Linked DNA regions of Mus musculus: all the other regions are linked to region 1. Evidence: chromatin contacts called from public promoter capture Hi-C data. All regions are on one chromosome and are shown on one strand. The core of a region is the stretch at or near the end of the contact, and the rest is flanking DNA. Distances in the headings are between cores, read along the strand shown.

Region 1 (4,414 bases), core at 1,745-4,244:
GGGGACAGGGCACAGGATAGGGAACAGGGATAATTCACCACCATGTTTCCCACTCTATCTGTGTTCCGTCAGGGGAAGAGGATAAAGCTTTTGTTCCACTTCTTCTAAGTAGACTCCGTGAAAGGAAAGTACTTTTTGTCAATTTTTGAAAGCGAATTCACTTGATGGAAAAAACCTCTCTCTAAGCTGTTGTTTCTGGCAACCCTGCTAGCACAGAGCTTTTTCAAAAATCAAAACGGCTAAAATAGTACCTAGATAGAACGCGTAGGGAACGTAATCACAAGCTGTCGGACTGGCGGTCATGCACAAAGGTTCTTTTGACTCCAGGATGCAGAAGGAAGAGAGACTCCTGCCAAGAGCTATAGTTCAGGACTGCCCAGGGAGGCGAGACTGGCAGCCGGTAAGAGAGGAACGCTGTTTTATCCCTGAGAGGTATGATCAGACACCCTCCGACCTTCCTTGTCCCAAGAACCCTTCCAGAAAACAGAAAGCCTATTCTTCCAGAAAGGACTCCACTGAAACCAGGCCTTGAATGTGATTAGGAAGACGAGTGTCAGAAGACTCGGATCGTAAGGCTGTTCGTGTGTATGAGTCCTGCCAACTTTACAGCTACCGAGGAGGGACAGAAGACAGAAGTACTCACACTTTTTCGGTTGGCAACTAAAATAAATTAGAAAAAAAATTTTTTAACTTTTCTGGGAACCTCTTACAGGTTATATAACTGAAAAAGACTTGAAGACGGAATTTAACCACAGAACCACAGGAGCCTTCAGTTTTTCCAGGCTCAAAACCATGGAAAGTGTGACCACACTAATGAGTACTTAAAGGGAGGCAGGCCCTAGTAGGTGATTACCAAGCCAAAACATCCCCAAGAGGAACCCTATTGGCTACAGACTATTTCCTGGGGTTCAAGCCCTGGAAATGCCACACAATGATGCACAACAGGAATCGCACTAAGAAAGAGGAAACAGAATATTTCCTTTCTTTTTTTTTTTTTTTTTTTTTTTTTTTTTTTGGTTTTTCGAGACAGGGTTTCTCTGCGTAGCCTGGCTGTCCTGGAACTCACTTTGTAGACCAGGCTGGCCCCGAACTCAGAAATCCGAGAGTGCTGGGATTAAAGGCATGCACCACCACTGCCCCGCTGAGAATATTTTCAAACAAGAGTGAAGCCACAGTCTTTTTAAAATAGATGTAACATATGCCTAAGTGTAAGTGGAGATCAAAGCCCTTCCATTTAGGAAGGGGTGGGGGGACAACTAGGCAGTTTGTTTTCAAATGGCGCTACACTATTCACTCCCGAAGATGACCACCACCTCACTGTCAACACCGTACCCTCCGCCAGTCTCCTTTAAGACCCCAACTTTGTACAACAGCCTGTTCCTTCTACAGAGCTTATCTTTACATGACAGCGACGGTCAACTAAATCTTGGGGCTTTTTGTGGGGGGGAGGGAGCTTCTCATATGAAAGTTCACAAGAAGCCAGAAATTTTTTTTAAAAATGAAAAAATTAAAACATGAAAATCACTAATTTGAATTTTAACGATCATGCAGAGATTGGAAAGTTGCAGCTACTGAGCCTAATTGCAACTGCCCTTGGGTTATCTTTAGTCCCCAGGAAGCAGTTCTTTCTTGCCCACCTGTGTCTGATGTAACAGTGACTAACCTCCCGGAAACTGCTAGGGAAAAACACCTTGGAATTTATTATCTTAACAAGGTTTTCGAATGCTATCAGGCAGCCTCTGGGAGCCACAGCTGAGATTCCTCCACACTGCCCTAACTGCCTGCTTACCGCTTCCACTAATGCTTCTGAAAAGTACCTTAATTTGTTAATTTGTTCTGTTACTCTAAGAACTTATCAAACTGTTATCATGTTGGAACACTGAGTTTGCAGAAACCTGAATCTGTCCTGGGGCCATGGTCACTCGTATTTGGCTTCAAAATAATTTATTCTCTTTGAGATGCAGTTGTGTTTTGTTTTGTTTTTTTGCAAAGACAAAACTCAGAACAAAATCAACCACAGAAGTGAGCGCAGAATGTTGGGGAAACCACAAGAAAGTCAAGTAAACACTAAAGAGGAACTCCAATTTCCAAGGAAAAGGGGCTATTGCATCTCGTTCAACACCCTTCTTTCTCAGAAGGGGAAACCGGGGCTAAGGATACATCAAGTAAAACGTAATTCTGTCTTCAATCAAGAAAGGAAATGTAAACAAACTTCCAAAGCACCCAAAATATGACATTCTGAGTGGCTCTGGAGCACAGGACTTTTGTGGTCAAGTTTCAGAGCCATCAAAGCCCTACTAACAAAACAAACACACTGGCAGTCTCCGAGCGTGGTGAGAATCTATAGTTTAGAAAGTAGCCCTGGAGATTCGGAGACCTGGTAAGTCCCTGTTATCAGGCGTTCACGGAGTTTTACAATTACAAAGCAGAACGCATAAGGTCTGGCTCTCACACCCCACAACCTAAACTAGTCCGCGATCCGGCGGTGGATCCTTCCACGAAGGCCGCCGGCCTCGCCCAACTCCAAAGGGCTCTCTCTCCCTGGCCGGTCCGGCTGGGATGGGGCTCGGGGCCCGGATTCCAGGAGGCCCCGGGATCCACACTCCCACTCCACAGATTTCTGAGGTCTTGCTTCAGAGCCTCAAGCCCTTCGGAGGGAAGGTTGGAGAGGGTTCGGGAGCCACGCCTTCCACAAAGCTCGCGCTGCCACCTGTGGCTGTGTCCCGGCAGAGCTCGGCGCGGCGGGCCGGAGGACAGCAGGGCAGCTGTCCAAGAAATGCCAACTCCCCCGGTGCACGCACCTCGGACAGACCGCTGCGGTCCTCGGTGTCCTGGCCGCTCAGAACTTTCTTCAGCTTGTCCATGTCAGGGTCCCGACCGCCGCCTTTGGCGTTCGCTCCGCCTACCACTCTTCGGGGTGCGCAGCCGCCGCCCCTCCGCCCGCTGCCAACCACGGCGCGCCCCGCCCAGGCACCTGCCCACCTGCCCGCCCGGCATGCCCCGCGCCAGCCACGCCCCCTGAACGAGCTCCTTGGGGTCACCCGGGGCGGGGCCGAGAGAGTCGGGGTGAAGTCGGCCAGGCGATACCTAACCCGGAAGCTGGCTGCGCGCCCGGGCTTCACGGATTCGTTCCAGCGCCCAGCACCACCATGTGCCAGGGCCTGGAACAACGCAGGCCTTTCGCAAACTTACCCATGGATGCTGAAGTTAATCCGCTGGTGGTTGTACACCGCAGATCTATAAAAATATATATTTCCCACGTTAAGTAGAACAAATCAGTGTGCAACAGGCTGGAGCAGTACAACCCTGTGTATTCTTAAAAGCAGCAATTCCTACGTCATCCCTAGGGGAAATGGCTCGGGAGATATGACTTGGGCAACACCTGAACAGATGGCAAGTGGTGAGAAGAATCAATATTTTCGTGTTTGGTAAATGCTTTACTTCAATCAGTCTGCAGCACTACTGAGGCTATGAAGCAGAATCCATATGAAGTCATGGGCTCTTCCAGACAGGACAGAAATTTGCTCACCTTGCACACTGGTGGCCAGAGATATCTGGAACACCTATGTTAAGATTAAACTAGTTCAGAAAAGGCACTGAGACCAAGGTGTAGCTCAGTGAGAGAATGCTTGCCTAGCATATGCAAGGCTTTGGGTTCAGTTTCCACCACTGTCCCTGCTTCCCAAAAAAGGGAAAGGAGACCACAGAGGAACTTCAGAAACACCCCCTAGGTCACTTTACCTCCCACATATTTTCATGTGAGGTCTCCAGCGTCCTTCTTCACTTGTATAAAAACATAAAAACATAAGACCAGCTGCTGCTGCCTCTGCAGGGACTCCTCTTACCTGCCACATTTTCCAGTGAGTCCTTACACCTCTCTGTAAGACGTCAAACATCAGAGCACAGTGCAAAGGCTGTGTCCTGAAAGATCCACTCTAGCTCTGTCATTTGCCACTTAGGAGGCCTTGAGCTAGAAGCTCCTTAGCCTTTCTGGTCCCCAGCTGATTTCCTCTGTAGAGTGAGCACAATGGCTTCCAAACGTGACTGTGGAAAGCAAGCATGACTGTATAGACAGGTCTGGAGCAGAGGGGAATTTAAATAGCATTTAGTAGAAGCTGTCCTTGTTCTCTCCTAGCCTGATGGCTTTTCCAGCCACCTGTGGTGAGGTGATAGAACTGGCCCCCACAGGCTCATGTGTAAACACTTGGCCCATAGGGAATGGTACTACTAGGAGGTGTGGTCTTGTTGGAGTAGTTGTGGCCTTGTTAGAGGAAGTGTGTCACTGTGGGGGAAGGTCTCCTATGCTTTGACGGCTCCTATGCTCAAGCTCTGCCTACTGTGGTACATAGTCTCCTGCTGTCTTTAGATCAAGATGTAGAACTCTCGGGTTGGAGAGATGACTCAGTGGTTAAGA
Region 2 (4,703 bases), core at 91-2,590, 2.2 Mb after region 1:
CTACTTTTATTGCCACGATTAGATCAACAGATGCCATGGTCACATTTCTGGAACATACATCAGACGATCTAAATGTAACAAATCAACATGGGATGGCTGGGCAGAATACTTTAAACACAACTGGCCACAAAACGACCAGCTGTTATCTCTGTACCTGTCAATGATCTTGACCCAGGCCAGATGTTTCCAGATGTTTCTGACCAACCCCAACAAAAGCAGTCCTTTGAGTTCGGGCCTAGGTGTTCTTAATTGGGTACTGCTGTTTCCATTTGAGGACCCAAACCTACACATCTCAGAGGCACTGAAAAGATTAATTCGTACAGAGAGCTGAGAAAATTGACCAAAATTTTTACTAAATTAGAAGAACACATTCCATGCTCGCTTCGGCAGCACATATACTAAAATTGGAACGATACAGAGAAGATTAGCATGGCCCCTGCGCAAGGATGACACGCAAATTCGTGAAGCGTTCCATATTTTTGAGCTAAGACGAAAGGATGGACTATCTAGAGACTACCCCACCCGGGGATCCATCCCACACTCAGCCACCAAACCCAGACACTATTGTATATGCCAGAAAGATTTTGCTGAAGGGACCCTGTTATAGTTGTCTTGTATGAGGCTATGCCAGTGCCTGGCAAATACAGAAGTGGATGCTCACAGTCTTTTAAAAGATGGAACACAGAGCCCCCAATGGAGAAGCTAGAGAAAGCACCCAAGGAGCTGAAGGAGTCTGCAACCCTATAGGTGGAACAACAATACGAACTAACCAGTGCCCCTAGAGCTCGTATCTCTAGCTGCATATGTATCAGAAGATGGCCTAGTCGGCCATCATTGGGAAGAGAGGTCCCTTGGTATATTGCAAACTTTATATGCCCCAGTACAGGGGAATGTCAGGGCCAAGAAGAGGGAGTGGGTGGGTAGGGGAGCAGAGCAGGGGAAGGGTATAGGGAACTTTCGGGATAGCATTTGAAATGTATATAAAGAAAATATCTAATAAAAAAAAAGAAAAAAAGAAGAACACATTCCCTAATACTGTGCTTCTACAAAGCACAAAAAGAAATCAAAGAAATACAGTAAGGAGAATGTTGCAAAAGCTTGCAGGCCCAGTAGAAGGGGTCTCATTATCCTTCCAGGAACTCCTTCGGGATCTGGACCGGAGGACTTGGGTGGTGTGGTGTTCCACGTAATTATCTAGGCCAAAGGTCTTCCAGTTCCAGCCCCAGAAGCTCTCACCAGGCCCTTAATTATGCTGACTAGGCCCAAGCTACTCACTCTAGGCTCTCATTGGCCGTCCTCTCACGCCACACCCCCTCGTGGCACGAGGCCACGCCCCTCCCACTGTCCCTTCCTCCCAGTGGGCTCTACTGGGCTCTCCTTGAGGGCCCCGGGTCTTCACACTCACGGTCCACACCTCCCCGAGGTCCTGTTCCCTAGTGGTCCACCCCTGCCCAGCCAGGGTCGCCTCTTTCCATGGGCCACGCCCCAGAGATTCCGCCCCTCGCCACTCCCTCCTCGTTACCGCGCTATCTCCCCCTCCAGTAGTAATCTGCTGGGGCTTCCGGACGCTTTGCACGCGTAGCAGATGATCCTCGGTGCAGTCGGTTCTGTGCTGACCTCGCTCCTCCGCATTCACCGGGCTGCAGCAGTCGCCGCCATGAGTACTGGCACCTTCGTCGTGTCGCAGCCGCTCAACTACCGCGGCGGGGCCCGTGTGGAGCCGGTGGATGCTTCCGGCACGGAGAAAGCGTTCGAGCCAGCCACCGGTAACCTGGCGCGGGGCGGCACGCGGATGGGGTGGGTCTTCCCCGGCCCTGTGCACTGAGTCTGCTGCCCCGAGTCCTTCCGAGCTCTCCGCCAAGGGTTGCTGAACTTGCGTGGTCGCAGCACGGAGCACAGAATGTTGGGGAGGCTCCTGGAAAAGAGGGGGCGCTATGGGTGCGGTGGGGTGCGCTGGGGGGCCGGGAGTAACTACATGGCTGGAGCAGGAGAGTCTGGCGTAGAACCTGTGGGTCTTTTGAGTTTTGAGAGCTGGGCCTGCAGGAGAGTCTGCTACTGGGATGTTGACTCACAGGTGATTTCTGTTATGCATGATCCACATGACCTTCCCCCTTCTAGTGCTGGGATATTTCTGAACTTCGATGAGAGTTGGGAAAGGAGAGAAAAAAAAAAACAGCAGCCGACAACATCTGTTTAGCTTTAGTGCCTGCTAGCTCTCCAGGTTAACAAGAGAGAGAGAGAAAAAAAAACATTGAACATGTGTAATCACGTGTAGTGCTTACCACTGTTAATTAATGAACTTATCCGTTATCTCCACGTAGTTTCCACCTATGAGTAGTGAGAACTTTCATGCTCTGCACACTTGGCAGATTTTAAGTGAATATGTATTTTACGGTATTATTAGCTGTAATCACGATGTTCATTAGATTTCTACAGTTCATCCTTGCAAGCACTTAATGCTTTGGAGCAAACCCTTAGCACAAACTAAGGAGGAAGCGAGTTCTTTGTTTCTTGGACTTTGGGTTGACTTTTGTGTTTGTTTTGATTATTCTTATTGAATATTCAGAGCAGGGAAAAAAAATGTGTTCTGTAAGCCAGAAGGGCTTGTTTAGTGAGAGAAGTAAAAGTACACTGACCTCCACGAGGCAGGGATTTGCCAGAACCTGAACTGATGGGAGAGGCCATGATAGCTGGGAAGAGTTTCTCAGCCTGCCTCCCTTTAGAGGCACAGAAGCAGCATTGCCCGCAGGTGAGCTCTGGCCATTGCCTTTACTCGCAGGCGATCTTCAGCCATTCTGGTTTGTCCAAGAAATAGGTTTATGAAATCTCAGAAATTCCTTGTGAAAAGAAACTGCTGAAAACCTTTTGTTGGTCGAGTTAGTTGGGTTATGATCCTTCAGATACGGGCTTAAAAAGAAAAAAAAAACACTAATCTTTTTTTTTTTTTTTTTATCTTTGAAAGACCATTTTATTTTATTTATATGTGTACACTGTTGCTGTCTTCAGACACCCCAGAAGAGGGCATCGGATCCCATTACAGATGGTTGTGAGCCACCATGTGGTTGCTGGGAATTGAACTCAGGACCTCTGGAAGAGCAGTCAGTGCCCTTAACCCTGAGCCATCTCTCTAGCCCCAACACTAATCTTTCTGTTATGATGGGGATAGGAGATTGAGACTTTAAGAAAAGACTGGCCTTTAGCGACTAAAGTTTCTTATTAACCTTATTCACCAAGTAGTAGTCTGATAGTCCCTGATTAGAACACAGATAAGGGACAGTTTACAGTAATAGACTGATGACTTTCAACTTGGATTTTGCAAGACTGTCAAGATTCTGAGTCAGTATTAAGAACCATCACAAAATGACTTCTAGAAGGTCAATGTTAGTAAACTTTTTTTTTAAAGAGGTATTTATTTATTATATGTAAGTACATTATAGCTGTCCTCAGATACTCCAAAAAGAGGGAGTCAGATTTCATTATGGATGTTGTGAGCCACCATGTGGTCGGTGGCATTTGAACTCAGGACCTTTGGAAGAGCAGTTGGTGTTCTTAACCGCTGAGCCATCCCTCCAACTGTAATGTTTAGTAAACGTAGCTATCAAATAGAGGAGGGCATGGCCTCTTAGTCTCAGGCTATGGTGAGTTTTAGACACCGAATAGTTTCAGCAGTTTTGTAATGTGGTTAAATTCTTGTTTTTATGGAGCTAGATCTGCAACCCTCGTTGGAGTTTAAAGGGATTCCCAATACAAAAAAAGCTAAGTACTAAATGAGACCCTGGGAGGGATCCATCCTCCAGAGGATGCTGATAGAAACCTCTCAGATGCATTGCAACTGCTTGAGATGAAATCGGCTCTCCGCTTCTTTCTAGGCCGAGTGATTGCCACTTTCGCGTGTTCAGGAGAAAAGGAAGTAAACTTGGCCGTTGAGAATGCAAAGGCTGCCTTTAAACTCTGGAGTAAGAAAAGTGGCCTGGAGCGCTGCCAAGTCCTCCTAGAGGCTGCCCGGATCATCAAGGTGTGTATCAATCGATCGATTGCTGGGTTCCTTTGGAGGAAGCGCTGCTCGCACTGCTCTGAGGGGAGCTGCAGGTAGACTTGGATGCAGCTTTGGGTTGTGGCGTTTCTGTGCAAGGGAGAAACGTTCCCACCCACGTGCCCACCTTGGAACGTGAAATAAGCTTCCACCGCGTGCCCCATGGACAGTTCCCCTTGGCCTGCTTTGTTTCTTGAGTTTGTTTTGAATTATAGCATGATCTTTATGGCTTACTTGCTTTTTAAAAAAATTTTAATTAATTTTTACTTATATGAGTACACTGTAGTTCAGACACCCCAGAAGAATACATCGGATCTCATTACAGATGGTTGTGAGCCACCATGTGGTTGCTGGGAATTGAACTCAGGACCTCTGGAAGAGCAGTCAGTGCTCTTAACCACTGAGCCATCTCTCCAGCCTGCTTACTTGCTTTTTATCTTAAATTATTTTTACTTAAAAGTGTATTTACTTATTTGTCTGTATGTATATGTGCATGACTGTATGTGTATATGTATTTATACATGTATGTACAGGTGCCTGAAGAGGTTGTGGTCGGTGTAGCCTTGATCTCTGTCCAACCATACTTTTTGAGATGGTTTCTGTCAGTAGACCTGGGGTTTATCAGCTTGGCTACATTGGCTTATGAGTGAGCTCCAGGGATTTGCCTGCT
Region 3 (4,563 bases), core at 866-3,365, 2.5 Mb before region 1:
GAGAACAGATTTTACTGCTTGAACACTAGTTTCTTCTTCCAGGACTCTCCTGCTTTCCCTTCATCTTTAGCTGTCCTTTTACTTACTATGCACTAACCACAGTAACAAGAGCATTACTCAGTCTTAAATTCTACAGCAAGCCTGAGAGGTACTGATATCATCTTTAGTTTATAATGAAGGGATGGGCTCACAATCACTTCTCAAAAACAAAACAAAACTGAACATTCACAAGCTCTCACTACGCAGCCTAGGCTGGCCTCAAGCCCATTTCTGTCTTCCCCTAGTCTTCCTATGACACCAAACAGACACTACGTTTACATCTGGCAGCATTTTAACCTTCACATGTAACAATGTTCAAACACCCAAGCAAGCTAAAGAAAAAGTACCAGTTAAAAATGTGCCTTATTTTAGCAACAATTATAAATGTACAAGACCAAATGAACACTTTGATAGTTCAGAGCATCCCCTCTGGGTTTAGAAAGTATGGCTTTGACTACAGCACCACTACAAATTTGTGACCTTGATCAAATTACTTCGATCTCTCAAATATCTTGTCCTCATCTGTAAACCAAGTATAAGAGCTCCTTCCTCAAAGACTAGGATCAAAAAGGATAATGTATATAAAGGTCTTGAGAGCATACAGTTAGAGGTTAAGTAATGAGAGATCAGCCAGCATTCTATGTTCTTCACACACACCTACAGACACCCCCCCCAAAAAAACCCAAAAGCTTATTATGACAAATTCATCCCAGAAAAATCATATAAAAACTTCTTTTCTATATGCAAACTCAATCTATTTCTAATTTTTGGAGAATCAATGCATTTGGAGCCAGCCAGAAAAGATGCTGCAGTGCATCTGTGACACACACCTAAAAATGGCTCCAGCCAAAGCAGCATCTTAATGACCAACATGGAAGCTTAAATCTACTTTTAAAAAATGCTAGAGGTCAGACGTGGTGGCCGCTTCATACCACCCTCTCTGTAACGTCTATTAGCGGGAATTGACTCCTGAGCACTCGATGAAGCAAGCATCTTCCGATTCTTCTGGTGCATTCCCAAAGAGAAACCCTAACAGGAGGGCCGCCTACTGTACAATTCTAAGTATCCTGCTGGGGTATGAATTTATGAACCGAGGTTGAAGACCAGCCAATGCGGAAATCCGGGTAGTTTTAAGAGTCAGGAATTACTAGGCAAGTTGGATCCCCCCACCCCAAAGATCTTGAACACACTTCAAACAAATATACATCCCCTTTAAAGAGATCAGAGCGGTCCTTATATGCAAAATCAAGCAAGAGTCCTCACTGGCTCCCATGCTATTTTTCTTCGGTCTTAACTAGGGTCTCTACTCTAGCAACCAGTAATACTAAACGCTCTCTCTGAAAATCAGGCAGCAGCCGAGCCGTATTCCCACAAATGCCGGGCTGGAGCGGCCTAGAGGGAGGAAAAGACTACTCAAATCCTCCAAGAAGTTGTTCAGCTTGTCCCCAGCGGAAGTGGGGTTCGTTGGTCCTGGGTCCTGGTAGAGCCTCTACGACCGCCCTGGACTACACACCGCTGGCTGCAAACGCCAGCCATCACCACAGGAGCATCCGCAGGCACTAAGAGCGCTCGGAGCCGCCACGGGCACCGTCCTCCACGCCGTGGAAAAACGGCGCGCGCAGGCCCCGCGCGGGCGGAGGCTCCCTCGGCCATCGCAGGGCCGCCCCGCCGCAGCACACGCCGCGCACATGGGCGACGAGCCCTGCTCCGGATCTCCGCGGACAGCACGACGCCGGGAGCCCAGGGAGAGACGCCGCGGGCCCCCAGGCCTGGCTCCAGCGCCCGTGCCTTCCCTCCCTCCTCCATCGGGCCTCTTCACGGTCCGGACGCCCTCGCTCTCCTTACCCGCCAGGGTTGAGAACCAAGTCTGCGCGCTTCCAAGGGGCTCGCCCCGGACGGATCAGGGTCAGGGGAGGGGAGATTGCCTCGAGAGACCGTCCGCAGGGCCGCTCGGTCCCGAAAGCCCGAGCCACCGCCGTACAAACCGCCAAAGCACTTTCGCTACCTCCTGAGAGGGTGAGAGCGAGCGAGAAAAAGAAGCAAGATGGCGGCTAGCCAGCCCCTACGTGCTACGTCATGACGTTGCGTACGTAAGGCAAATCTCCGCAAGACCGCCCCGGGGGGGGTGGAGGGGTTGAGGCTGCGGGGTCACGTGACAGCCTCCGCCGCTTCTCGACTGCGGCGGAGGGCAACGCTACCTCCTACTGGAAGGAGGGAGTTCGTCAAGCAGAGCCATTTCGGAGACAAAGCTTTTCCACCTGGGAAGATTCCAAAAACCTTGAGCCCTCCGTGAGGAATCACGACTTGGTTTGTCTCCGTGCATTGACAACAACTGATGGAGGAACATAAACGTTTACAACCTGCGCTTTGACCGAATGTTCTTAGGGGGGGGGGGGGGGCAAAGTGAGGGGCCATGGTGTGGTGGCAATTTGAGAAGACCGAAGTTACCTCGGAGTGAAAAAAATAATCCAAGTGTTAGGGACAAAAGCGACTGGCGTGCTTTGCTGAGGCCACCTTCGGCATTTGTAATTTTGGTGTAAAATAAGGCACTGTTTATTTCTGACTCCTCTGGCAATGTTTACCTCTTGGAACAACTACCTAACAGAGAAAACTAACAGTTAAGAGTCACTCATGCAGGCCGGGCCGTGGTGGTGTACGCCTTTAATCCCAGCACTTGGGAGGCAGAGGCAGGTGGATTTCTGAGTTCAAGGCCAGCCTGGTCTACAAAGTGAGTTCCAGGACAGCCATGGCTATACAGAGAAACCCTGTCTCGAAAGCCAAAAAAAAAAAAAAAAAAAAAAAAAGAGTCATTCATGCAGATGTTTACTAGGTAAGTGTATAGTAGAGACAAGGCAGTACCCGAAGTGAGGAAGGAAAATGATAATATTCTACCTGGGGGCTGAGCATGTACCTCAGTGCCGCGTAGTATCTTGTCACATATATGCAAGTCTCTAGGTTTGGTCTTCCTTTCCCCAACGGAAAGAAGGTAATCCACGAGTATGTGATATTTCTCTACTTTATGAGATATCTATAGTGTATAATAAATCCAAAGATTCTTGTCCTGGTCTGAGTAAACTCCTCCGCTTGCAACTGGCATGTATTCATGGGGTGATACCACAACGTTAGAACAACCATAAAATAATAGCGCAGTAACCACAAGTAACTTCTTCCCCAATTGACATTTGTGATCATTTGTTTTAGATTTTGTTTGCTTTGCATTTCTGGGGCTCGAATCTGGGGCTTGCCTTCAACATGTTAGGCAAGTGCTAATCCAACTGAACTATAACCCTTAGCCCCTTCAGAGACCTTCCAAAATGAGACATAATTTGCTGATTGATAGAACAGGACAGAGAGAGGCCTGTCTTTTCACCAAGAAAACACCTTGGTTATTTTCCCACAATCCATTAGAACCAGTCTTCTGTATCCTGGACTTGAAGTATCTTTCTTGAGCAATGCAGGATCCCTCCAACAATCAAATATGCTGACATCTACCTGGTTATGAGACTGACATGTACAAACAGAATATTAATTCATGAGTTTCTAAGAGTTGTGCATTAGGGTTCTCTAGAGTAACAGAATTTATAGAATGAATCTCTATGTATATATAGAAAGAGATTTTGTTAGAATGATTTATGGACTCTGGTATAGCTAATCCAACAATGGCTGCCAATGAACAGAAGGTCCAAGAATTCAATAGGTTTTTCAGTCTACAAGGCTAGATTTCTCAGTTGGTTTTCAGTACATACTGGAATCCCAAAGAAGACTTTAATACCAGTGAAGAAATGGACTCTTGTTAGTGAGGAAAGAGCTAGAAGACAAATAGCAAAAGCTACCTTCTTCAATGTCCTTATATATAGGATAGGCTTCCAGCTGAAGGCATAGCCCAGATTAGAGGTGAGTCTTCCCACCTTAAAAGATCCTGATTAAAGGTATGTTTTCTAATATTTATGTATTTATGTATTTATTTATTTATTATATGTAAGTACACTGTAGCTGTCTTCCCGACACTCCAGAAGAGGGCATCAGATCTCATTACGGATGGTTGTGAGCCACCATGTGGTTGCTGGGATTTGAACTCAGGACAGTCGGCACTCCTAACTTTTTTTTCTAAACTCAAAGATACAGTTTAGAAGTGGATCTTCCACTGGGCAGTGGTGGCACACGCCTTTAATCCCAGCGCTTGGGAGGCAGAGGCAGGAGGATTTCTGAATTCCAGGCTAGCCTGGTCTACAGAGTGAGTTCCAGGACAGTTGGGGCTACACAGAAAAATCCTGTCTCGAAAAAGAAAAAAGAAAGAAGTGGATCTTGCCACTTCAAATTAAGCAAGCAAACAAACAAATCCTCACAGGCAAGCCCCTCCACATTTGTGGGTTTTAGTTAATTCCAGATAGTAGTCAAGTTGATAACCCAGAATAGCCATCACAAACTGTGACTTGTATACATCCATGCTCAAAACTGCAGAGCTGGTGAGAGACACCCCCCCCCCCCACCCCCGACATGGTCTCACTATGTAGCTCTGGCTGT

Evidence for each region. Promoter capture Hi-C pulls out the DNA fragments that hold promoters and counts their contacts. Capture Hi-C pulls out chosen DNA fragments and counts their contacts.
Region 2: a promoter capture Hi-C map of liver shows a contact between it and region 1, with 3 times the contacts expected there. The contact joins the promoter of Aldh9a1 here to the promoter of Sft2d2 in region 1. A contact is called at or near these places in 2 of 39 promoter capture datasets (liver and pre-B cells) and 1 of 9 other capture datasets (liver).
Region 3: a promoter capture Hi-C map of hippocampal neurons shows a contact between it and region 1, with 4 times the contacts expected there. The contact joins the promoter of Prrc2c here to the promoter of Sft2d2 in region 1. A contact is called at or near these places in 3 of 39 promoter capture datasets (hippocampal neurons, liver and pre-B cells) and 1 of 9 other capture datasets (liver).

What each region holds. Positions count from the first base shown.
Region 1 is chr1:165,191,439-165,195,852 of GRCm38.p6, forward strand. Sft2d2 (SFT2 domain containing 2) reads right to left here and starts at 2,995. Exons shown (of 8, transcript NM_145512.4): 1 at 2,802-2,995. The coding sequence starts at 2,864.
Region 2 is chr1:167,348,651-167,353,353 of GRCm38.p6, forward strand. Aldh9a1 (aldehyde dehydrogenase 9, subfamily A1) reads left to right here and starts at 1,341. Exons shown (of 11, transcript NM_019993.4): 1 at 1,341-1,766; 2 at 3,870-4,015. The coding sequence starts at 1,586. Gm24182 (a small nuclear RNA gene) reads left to right here and starts at 375; the gene lies at 375-481.
Region 3 is chr1:162,738,441-162,743,003 of GRCm38.p6, forward strand. Prrc2c (proline-rich coiled-coil 2C) reads right to left here and starts at 2,116. Exons shown (of 35, transcript NM_001081290.1): 1 at 1,885-2,116.